Regions from separate parts of the Zea mays genome. Here region 1 is linked to region 2. The links are chromatin contacts, called in public Hi-C maps. All regions are on one chromosome and are shown on one strand. The core of a region is the stretch at or near the end of the contact, and the rest is flanking DNA. Distances in the headings are between cores, read along the strand shown. Region 1 holds the start of LOC100282381 (cysteine sulfinate desulfinase/cysteine desulfurase and related enzymes). Region 2 holds the start of LOC103651495 (psbP domain-containing protein 5, chloroplastic).

The links. Hi-C and Micro-C count contacts between places; a contact is called where the count stands out from the background.
Region 1: a Hi-C map of tassel shows a contact between it and region 2, with 2.1 times the contacts expected there. The contact joins the promoter of LOC100282381 here to the promoter of LOC103651495 in region 2. A contact is called at or near these places in 2 of 25 Hi-C or Micro-C datasets (ear and tassel).

Annotation. Positions count from the first base shown.
Region 1 is chr3:224,325,470-224,329,651 of Zm-B73-REFERENCE-NAM-5.0, reverse strand. LOC100282381 (cysteine sulfinate desulfinase/cysteine desulfurase and related enzymes) reads left to right here and starts at 2,751. Exons shown (of 6, transcript NM_001368949.1): 1 at 2,751-3,094. The coding sequence starts at 2,909.
Region 2 is chr3:224,021,593-224,026,027 of Zm-B73-REFERENCE-NAM-5.0, reverse strand. LOC103651495 (psbP domain-containing protein 5, chloroplastic) reads left to right here and starts at 2,983. Exons shown (of 11, transcript XM_008677138.3): 1 at 2,983-3,176; 2 at 3,306-3,484; 3 at 3,792-3,912; 4 at 4,067-4,116; 5 at 4,344-4,411. The coding sequence starts at 3,106.

The sequences.
Region 1 (4,182 bases), core at 1,502-4,001, 300 kb before region 2:
AAAAAAAAGAGTTAGGCCCTGTTTGGGAACAAAGTTTTTGAAAACCACAGTTTTTGAAATACTACAGTATATTTTAGTCATGACAATACCACAATTTTGGAAACTGAGGTCCAGATCTAAGTTTAGAATACCTTAAAACAATTATAGTATTTGCAATACTTCAGTTTTGAAAACAGAGATTTTAGCTAGCTTTCCAAACATCATTATGTATATAATACTGCAGTATTTGAGAATACTGCAGTATTCTTCTAAAACTGTGAAAAAACTTCACTCCCAAACACCCCCTTATAGGCTACAAAAAAAGTTACTTTGAGATATAAGTTGTGAAAATATTAATGACCCATTTGGTAGGACTCATATTCCTTTGAAAACAGTTCCAGCTCATTTGGAACTGCCAAAGACGGAGTTGCCCAAAGAGCCATGTCAAAGGGGTCCTAAAAGTCGTTTAGCTGAACAGGTTTAGGCCTCATTTGGAACAAAGGAAAAGTGAAGAAAATTTGAAGGATTGAAATCCTATATAAAATTTTCGGTCCTTTGAAACAAAGGATTGAATTCTTACAAAATCCTATAAAATTTCTATGAAATGGACCATTGTAGTGAGAATTTGGAGGATTTCTAGAAATTTCCTATGGAATTGCAAGTGTCATGCAACTATAATTCTACACTTTTCTTGTCCCTATGCTTGAAAAATGCTGCATTCTAAAGTAGCCATTAGCTTTTGAAAAAAATCTTGTAAATGGACAATATATGTCATCCACATTTCTCACTACTCAAATATTTCCCTCTCTCACTCATAAGTGAACCTTGCTCGTCAGCTCCTCCTCCTTCATTATGTAGAGTGTAGACAGTGTAGGTCACGCCGAGAGATGGCAATAGATGAAGACCCGCTGGATTTTGCTATTCCAGACCCGACCCCGTTAGACTAATAAATACTTCTCGCTCCAATACACATACCCGTACATGGCTACAATTCCATATCCATAACCGGACCCGCCAGGTATTCTATATCCGAAGGGTACCTGTACCCTCTAGAGTGGTGGAGCTACACTTGTTTGCCCGACTTTATTTTTTGTCAAATGGTGAGCATCGAGCAGCAACGTCCGACCTTCCGTCTTCCATCTTCCAAGTGCGAGCGTGACACGTGCCTTTATGTGACTTGGTCGCTTGAATTACGCATTAGCGAAGAGTGGCATCACAAAAGCTTGGAGTTTTGGATTTGCTTTACTATTTTGATCGATTGTCTATCTACTGCTGTCATGTGTCCTAAGGCCTATGTAGTTGTGCTCAGGAGTCAGGAGCCCAAGACAAATCATTGAGCTAGAATAAAATTTTAGAAAATAATATTTCGGTATTTTGTACCATGGATACACGGGTACAAATTTAATTAGTACGTACATGTACCCGTTCTATCATTGGGTCATCTTTTCTTCTCCTTAACCGATTCATAGGTATAAAATTACGAGCCGTCTTTAGTCGTGCCGGTACCAATCGTACCATTTATGTCACACCAAAGCTGGCTACATGGGGGCTATTCACGCCGCCACTCAGGTAGGCCACGCCGCTATCGTGGATGGAAAGTAGTCTTGTGTACGGGAAAAGTAAAAAAAAAGAAGCTACTATTTTTCATAACCAATGACATGTGAGTAATTTCCATGAATAGTTAAAAGTCAAAGGTAGGTGAAAATAGGGATAAATGTGCTTTTAAATTTGTATTAGTTCTGGTCGTGACTTTTGTCAAGAGACAACTATTTTTTATTGATTTTTAGCTTTTATAAAAACCAAAGCATGTTGAAAAGCTAAACCAAAAAGCCCGAAGAATCCTTCTTAAACAAGAAACTGAACTGTGCACATTATTTTGGTGCCTAGTTCATCGACACTTGGTATGATTTGTTGTTTGGACTACGTTCACAAAATACATCTCTATTTGTAGATGACATATCCTATGACTTAATATTTGTCTTTTTAGATTATAATCTGTCTAGATTATATAATCTAACTTATTCTAAATTAAGAGCCAGTTTAATAACCATATTTTTTTCAAAGGATTTTCATTTTCTTAAGAGAAATTAGTTCATTTTTCCTTGGAAAAAATGGAATCCCTTGTTCCCAAACTAGTCTAAGAGGTTGTTTGTTTGGTATTATAATTTACATAGATTATATAATTCAATTTATTTTGAATTAAGAGTTAGTTTAAAATAAGTTAGATTCTATAATTTGGGAAGATTATAAATTCCAAATAAATATATTCTAAGTTAGTTTAAAATAAGTTAGATTATATAATCTAGACAAATTATAATTCAAAAAAACATGCCCTAAAATATAGGTTTACCGAAAATACACGGAGTGACGATTTTTTTTAAGTTTTTGAGGTATGCTTGCATCACTCATTCAGGTTCATGAGTTGGAACTTTAGCATAAAAAAATCCTAGATCAGAGCTGGATATAATGAGAGCGCTTCGATAATTCATGTACAAACTAGCTCCACCAAACCAAACAAGCATGTACTGTACACGATAAAAAACGTAGAATACCGCGGCAGCCGGCAGAGAGTAGGCAAGCAAAGATGGTGCGCCACCTGTTATCCAAAGGCGTCCAGTCCATCTCCTCCCCACCCGCGCACCAGCACCACAGCAGCCAGCGAGGCCGCCAGAGGAAGCCACCAAACCAGCCAAGTTGCGGCCTCAGCCCAACTGGTACCGTGCCGTGCCGTCTCCTCTCCTCTCTCCTCTCTCATCCCCAGGTCTCAGCCCACCTAGCAATGTTCTCCTCCTCCCCTTCCACATGACCAGCGCCGCGCCGCGCAGCGCAGCCATCCTTGTTCTGTCCCGGGTACGCCGCCACACACATCGCTTCAAGCGCTTCCCTCCGTCCCTCCTCTTTGTGGATTGGAATCGACGCCTGAAAGTGGATGACGATGGCGGGTTCTTGCGCCGCGCCGCCCGTTGCCTGTCTTCCCTCGTTGAGGACGCTGCCGCCAACTCACGTCAGACTTAGCGGCTTCTTGCCCTGTTCCGCGGCCGCGCGGTGTCGCGGCGCCGCCGTGCTGGGATGCGCTCTGGGGGCCAAGAGGCAGACGCCGGGTGTTCTGAACCGGGTACTTGCTTCCTACAGATAAACTTGATTTGTTGTTTGGTCTGCATGATTCGTGGGTTGGACTAGAACCTTTTCTTTTTCTGGCTTTGTTGTTAAACTGTTTCAGTGTTTCTCGATTGCATTGCTACTGTGATGACAATTTTGTCATGTTTATTATTACACCTTCAGAGATCATTCAATAGATGACAGACTATATGGTCACAAATTGAGTATGTATCGGTATCGGTTGTTATCGTAATTCCATGTGTGCCAAAGGATTTAACAGTTATTCTTGTTTTTTCAAGTCCAACCTACACGCATGCTGAATATCAGCAATGTGCAATAACCAAGATTTGTAGTCACATCAAATTGCCATATCTGTCTGCGTCACCGAATTTCCAGTGTTCACACAAAATTCTTATCGTAAAAGCAGTCAAATTTTGATTTGTTTTTTTTTTTTTTTGCGATCAATGGTAATGGTTAGTCCTACTTGTGTTGCTGGTATCTGCTGCTTAGATCATGTGCCTAAAGTTTGGACAGTGCCAATTCACACCTTTCTTGCATGCGAGCTATGCCTGCTAAATCACATAGCAGCTTGGGATCAATACCGACATCAGTTGTTAGGGAACTTTCTGGCTGGAAATGATAAAAATAATACCATACAGAAAGTTAACCATTTTTCACATATATTATGTGGCTACTCTCATTGCATGTCAAAAGTGATCGTGCTATAGCTTTTCTCTAGCATGGCTCAAAAGGTGAACAATGTAGCTCCGAGGATAAAGTAGAGCTCCTGTTTGATTCTCCATTGGAATCATCCTGACCCCATTTATTCAGAATCCAATACTTGGGATTATTGTCAGGTTTGTTATTGTCTTTTATTCAATATTTTCGTAATGCCTCTGGAGAGTTGGGTTTAAAATGGATAGCACATGTATAAATCCACCTAATGAATTTTGGTTGTGCTTTAAATTTTTTTTATTCTCGAACAACGCTGGCTGCCTGCCATTTCATTAAGAAAGGAATAAAGGTACAACAAGAGGGGGTAGACCTCGCCTCAAGCCCTCAACCCAAAAGCAAGTGGTTACAACTCACTCCCTAAACAACACA
Region 2 (4,435 bases), core at 1,734-4,233:
TGCAAGGTGGGACCGCTATACGTTGGGAAACTGAATCGTTTCTCGTCAACGAGCTCAGGGAAGGTGTTTTTTGGACCTTCGGCTTCCTGAAGCTTAGGAGACTTTTTCCACGGATCAAGCTCGTTACGAAAAACGATCTAGCACCGCGAAAGGGGCTACTGTTGGGACTATGCTTCGTCGCCGAAGGTCTTGTAGGAAGAAGCAGTTTTCGGCTGAAGCTGTTATTATGAGATGACCGAAGGTTCCTCTTCATGAAGCTTCGAAATTTACAAACCGACATAAAAGTAGAATGACCTTTTAGTCCATAAATGTTTGAGTCACCGATGTAATCCCTTATTAGGGATATAATTGTAATTCCTCACAGGCTACGCCCTGTGCCTATAAATAGGTGAACAGTACCTCTGAACTGTTCATGCAATCTTGTAATCACTGGCACATTACGCTGGAATTATTGCTTTCTGCTAAGACGAAGGTAAAAATGTTCCTAAATATTATGTTTCAATATTTAGGTTCACATAATAAAATATATGTGAATATTGTTATTCATTTTCGGCATGTTTTTCTATAATGCCTTATATTTTACATTTTACTTCATATTATTTTTCAAGTCTGATCACGAAGGTATGACCTTCGTGATATTTTGTCTATGACCTTCGTCCGAAGCTCATTAAATCCTTGAGGAGATAATGCTTCCACGGACGAAGGGCATTAATATTTAATATTTTATGTTGCCTTGTTCTTAATTCATAGCATTTGAGAACAAGTCCTCAACATAGCCTAAACTATATATTCAACCATATTCTCTATATCCCTTGTCTAAATCATATTTATAGACTTTGTCTTTTCTATATTTCAATCCTCTTTTTGACATTGTCATCCATATCTCGTTATGTATACGTTAAATACTCATATTAATGATGTATTTTTCTCTAGAACCTTATACCTGTATATTACCCTCAATTATTATATATATTAGTTTAATTTAATCTATTAACAAAAATATAAAAATAAATAGAGAAGAAGGTACAATGTCTCTATATAGGAAGACGATGGAGAAGCTTTAGAGAATATAGTTAAAGCGTATATAGGATAAAGACAACCTTACACTTTGGCTAGGGTCTAAGGCGCCATCGTGATTTAACCATTATTTGAACCGAAAAACTAGTTTAATAATCATGAGAAACCAAAATGTTCTATCGGAAGTCTAATCCCTTCATCCCAACTCCCAAGCTACGAAATTGCCGTGTTTTATTTAATTTTTAAATCAAAAAAATTCTAAATTTGATCAAATCACTTAAGGAGAATATTGACTGTGTGCCTGTATTCCATTAACGAGTGTCGAACTTTAGGTAAAAATAGAAATAATTATTTTTTGAGATGTGAGAGAATTTAATTTCCCTCTATCTATACGTGCATGGTGTAAAAGTTTGTGCGGATTGTGTAGTCGTTGGTGTGTTTCGTGAACATAGAGATGTTTAATTACTTTATCCATGTTAAATTGTAAGTATGGGAGCGAAGGCCGTTCGCTCCTTCGCGACCATTATCGATGTTGAGGTCTTTGTTCAAGAGTCGTCGAAGGCATTGAAGCGAAGGATCTACCGTTTATGGTGGGACTCCTCATGACTTTGCGTAGGGGACCCCGCTCAGATGGTTTCGAGCTATAGTCTTGGCAAGTATCGAAGACCCAGTGTCAAGGGCGAAAGGTGCCACACATGGGCGAGGACTGCGCCGCCCAATGGCAGGGCCCATGCCACGTCCTACTGCCATTCATGCCCATCTATAAGCCACTCTCTAGGTAGGATTTATTGTGTATTTGATCATGCTGTACTTAACATCGCTGTAATGACCCCTTAGGAAAAATATTCCGGGGCTGTAGTAAGTAATCAGGGCCATAATTGTACTTATAAGGGCACACACCCACCTGGTTACCTATAAATACCCTAATACTATACATTGATAAGACACGCTTAACAAGACGCTACAGTCTGCCTATTGTTTTGTTGAGCACCTGAATACTCTCTTTCCCTAGTGTTTCGGCTAGCTTGACCACATATCATTCAGTACCAACAGTAAGTTTATTTTACTTTTATTCTAAATCAAACTTTCTAGTTCTAACTATATTTGTGAAAAAAATCATAAACATATACAATATCGAATAATATTTATGGTTACATTTGTGCATTTATTTGTAAGGCTAGATGTTAACAATTTTTTATAAATTTAGTGAAAAGCCTAAGCTATACATGATTAATCTAATACAAAATAATACATCTTTAGTTTTAAATTATAAAAGTAGTTGCGGGTTTTATAGGTACATAACTAGATATACACAGAGGCGTGTCAATACATATATATAACTATAATTATAATATTAATAAATAGAATATATGTATATATACAATATACAATAGTATCTAGTTATAATATATTTTAATTTATTATAAACCAATTCTTTTTATTTTAGCCATAAAAATTAATTACAAAACAAATTTTCTTTTTGTTGAAGGGTGTCATGACACCTGCTAGTCCCTTGTCTACGCCACTAAATACACACTACATCTAAAAGAAGGCTAAAAGAACGAATTATTTTAAAGAACACAATTATTTTAAGTAGTTGTGACTTTTTTAGCTACTCCATCTATTCTTAAAAGAACGCAATTATTTTTTAAAAAAGTCAAATAATTTTAACTTAAACTATCTCAGTCAAAAAGAACAAACATTTTTTTATTAAAATAAAGATTCATAAGATAATTGCAAAATATATTTTACAGTAAATCTATTTCAAGACATAAATATCAATATGTTTTTTTTCTATAAAGTAGATGAAACTTGGAAAGGTTTAACTGTATTAAATCTAGAACTACATTATAGAAAAAAATATAAAAATGATTTACAACTTGCAAGGGTGGGAGTACCGTTTAAACGGAAGGTACATAAAAACAATCTTATTTTAGATTCAGTTTTAAATTTTAGATATGCCGAAATGGCCATGAACAGGGAGATCTTTTGCTCTCACGCAGAAAAAATGTTTGGATAGAACTTTCTGCTTCTCCGTCCTTAAGCCCAAGTGGAAGAAGGAGGAGGGGGCTTTGACGCCGGCGAGCCATGGCGGGGGCTCTGCTCTCCTCTCCCCATTATCTCTGGAGCCCCACTTCTCAGCCCTCGCTTCGCCCCAGGCACGCGCTCGCTCTGCCGCTTACACGATTCCCTACTCGCCGCCCATTCGTGTTACTGTGCACAGAGTACCCACCCTCCTTGACTGCCGCTCCTGATTGTTGGATGGTTGGTTCCTGGGTATTGCGCAGGAGCAGGGGACCGCTCGGCACTGGGGCAGTGCGTGTTCTGCCGCCGAGGAGGAGGGCCCGTGTGCTCGCTTCGTGCTCTCGCGAGCCTGCCGCCATGAACCGCGGTTTGGAGGTGGAGAGGAGGCGCCTTCTCATGTCCGGGCTCGTGTCTTCTTTCACAATCGTGCTCCCGATTTCAGGTAGTGTTCACGGGCCTCCGCTCCTAATGATTCGTTGTTAACGCAGTTCGCCAGTTCAGGGTCTTCTGAATGGTAGAGCTAGCATTTTTTACTCTCTGTTAATGTCCACAAACTGAATTTGTCAGGCGTGTCAGTTCTATGAATATATATGCGTAATGTGCTTACCGTTTAGAGTAAAAATGCTAATGGTATTGTCAAATTTAGAACAAATTCATGAGCTTAGCGATTTATGAATATATGCATAATGTGCTTCTTTTCTCGAAAGTTTTGAATGCTCATAAGTGCTTTGGTCGCAACAATTATGTAGGAGCATATGCTGTTATGGAGACTAATGAAGACGTAAAAATGAACACACAAGTTGATGAGATCAATGCATACTCTTTTCTTTACCCGGTCGAACTGCCAGGAAAGAAATTTTCCTTCAAATGGTATTTCAGTTGTTCTCACTATAATATTTTGTCCAATCTACTCTTTGTCACTCTTAACCTGTTGTTTGGGTACTTAGTGGTTTCTCATGGCTTCTCATGAGAACAGGGATAAACTTGTCACTTACAAATTACTATCCTGTTATTCTGTTCCTAGGGTAGAGTCCAGAAAACCAGAGCGATATTCCTCAGCAGCACCACTATCACGTGAGTAACTTCTGGCATAACAATGATAAGAAATGGTCTTAGTACTTTGTTCATATGAATGGACTATATTATTGACCTCCACAGTTACGCTTTTTAAAATAATCATGTACTCCATCCGTTCTTTATATTTGTCGCGGTTTAGTTAAAAAAACGAACTAACGGGCGACAAATATTCGAGAACAGAGGTAGTATTTCGTAATGTAGCAGCTGACTAGGTCTCTATGCAGCTGATGCACGGCAACGAATTGTATCGGAGCGAGTTGACATGATACATAATGTTGTCATCTCAGTCTCGGTAACTCCTTAAATACTCTATGAT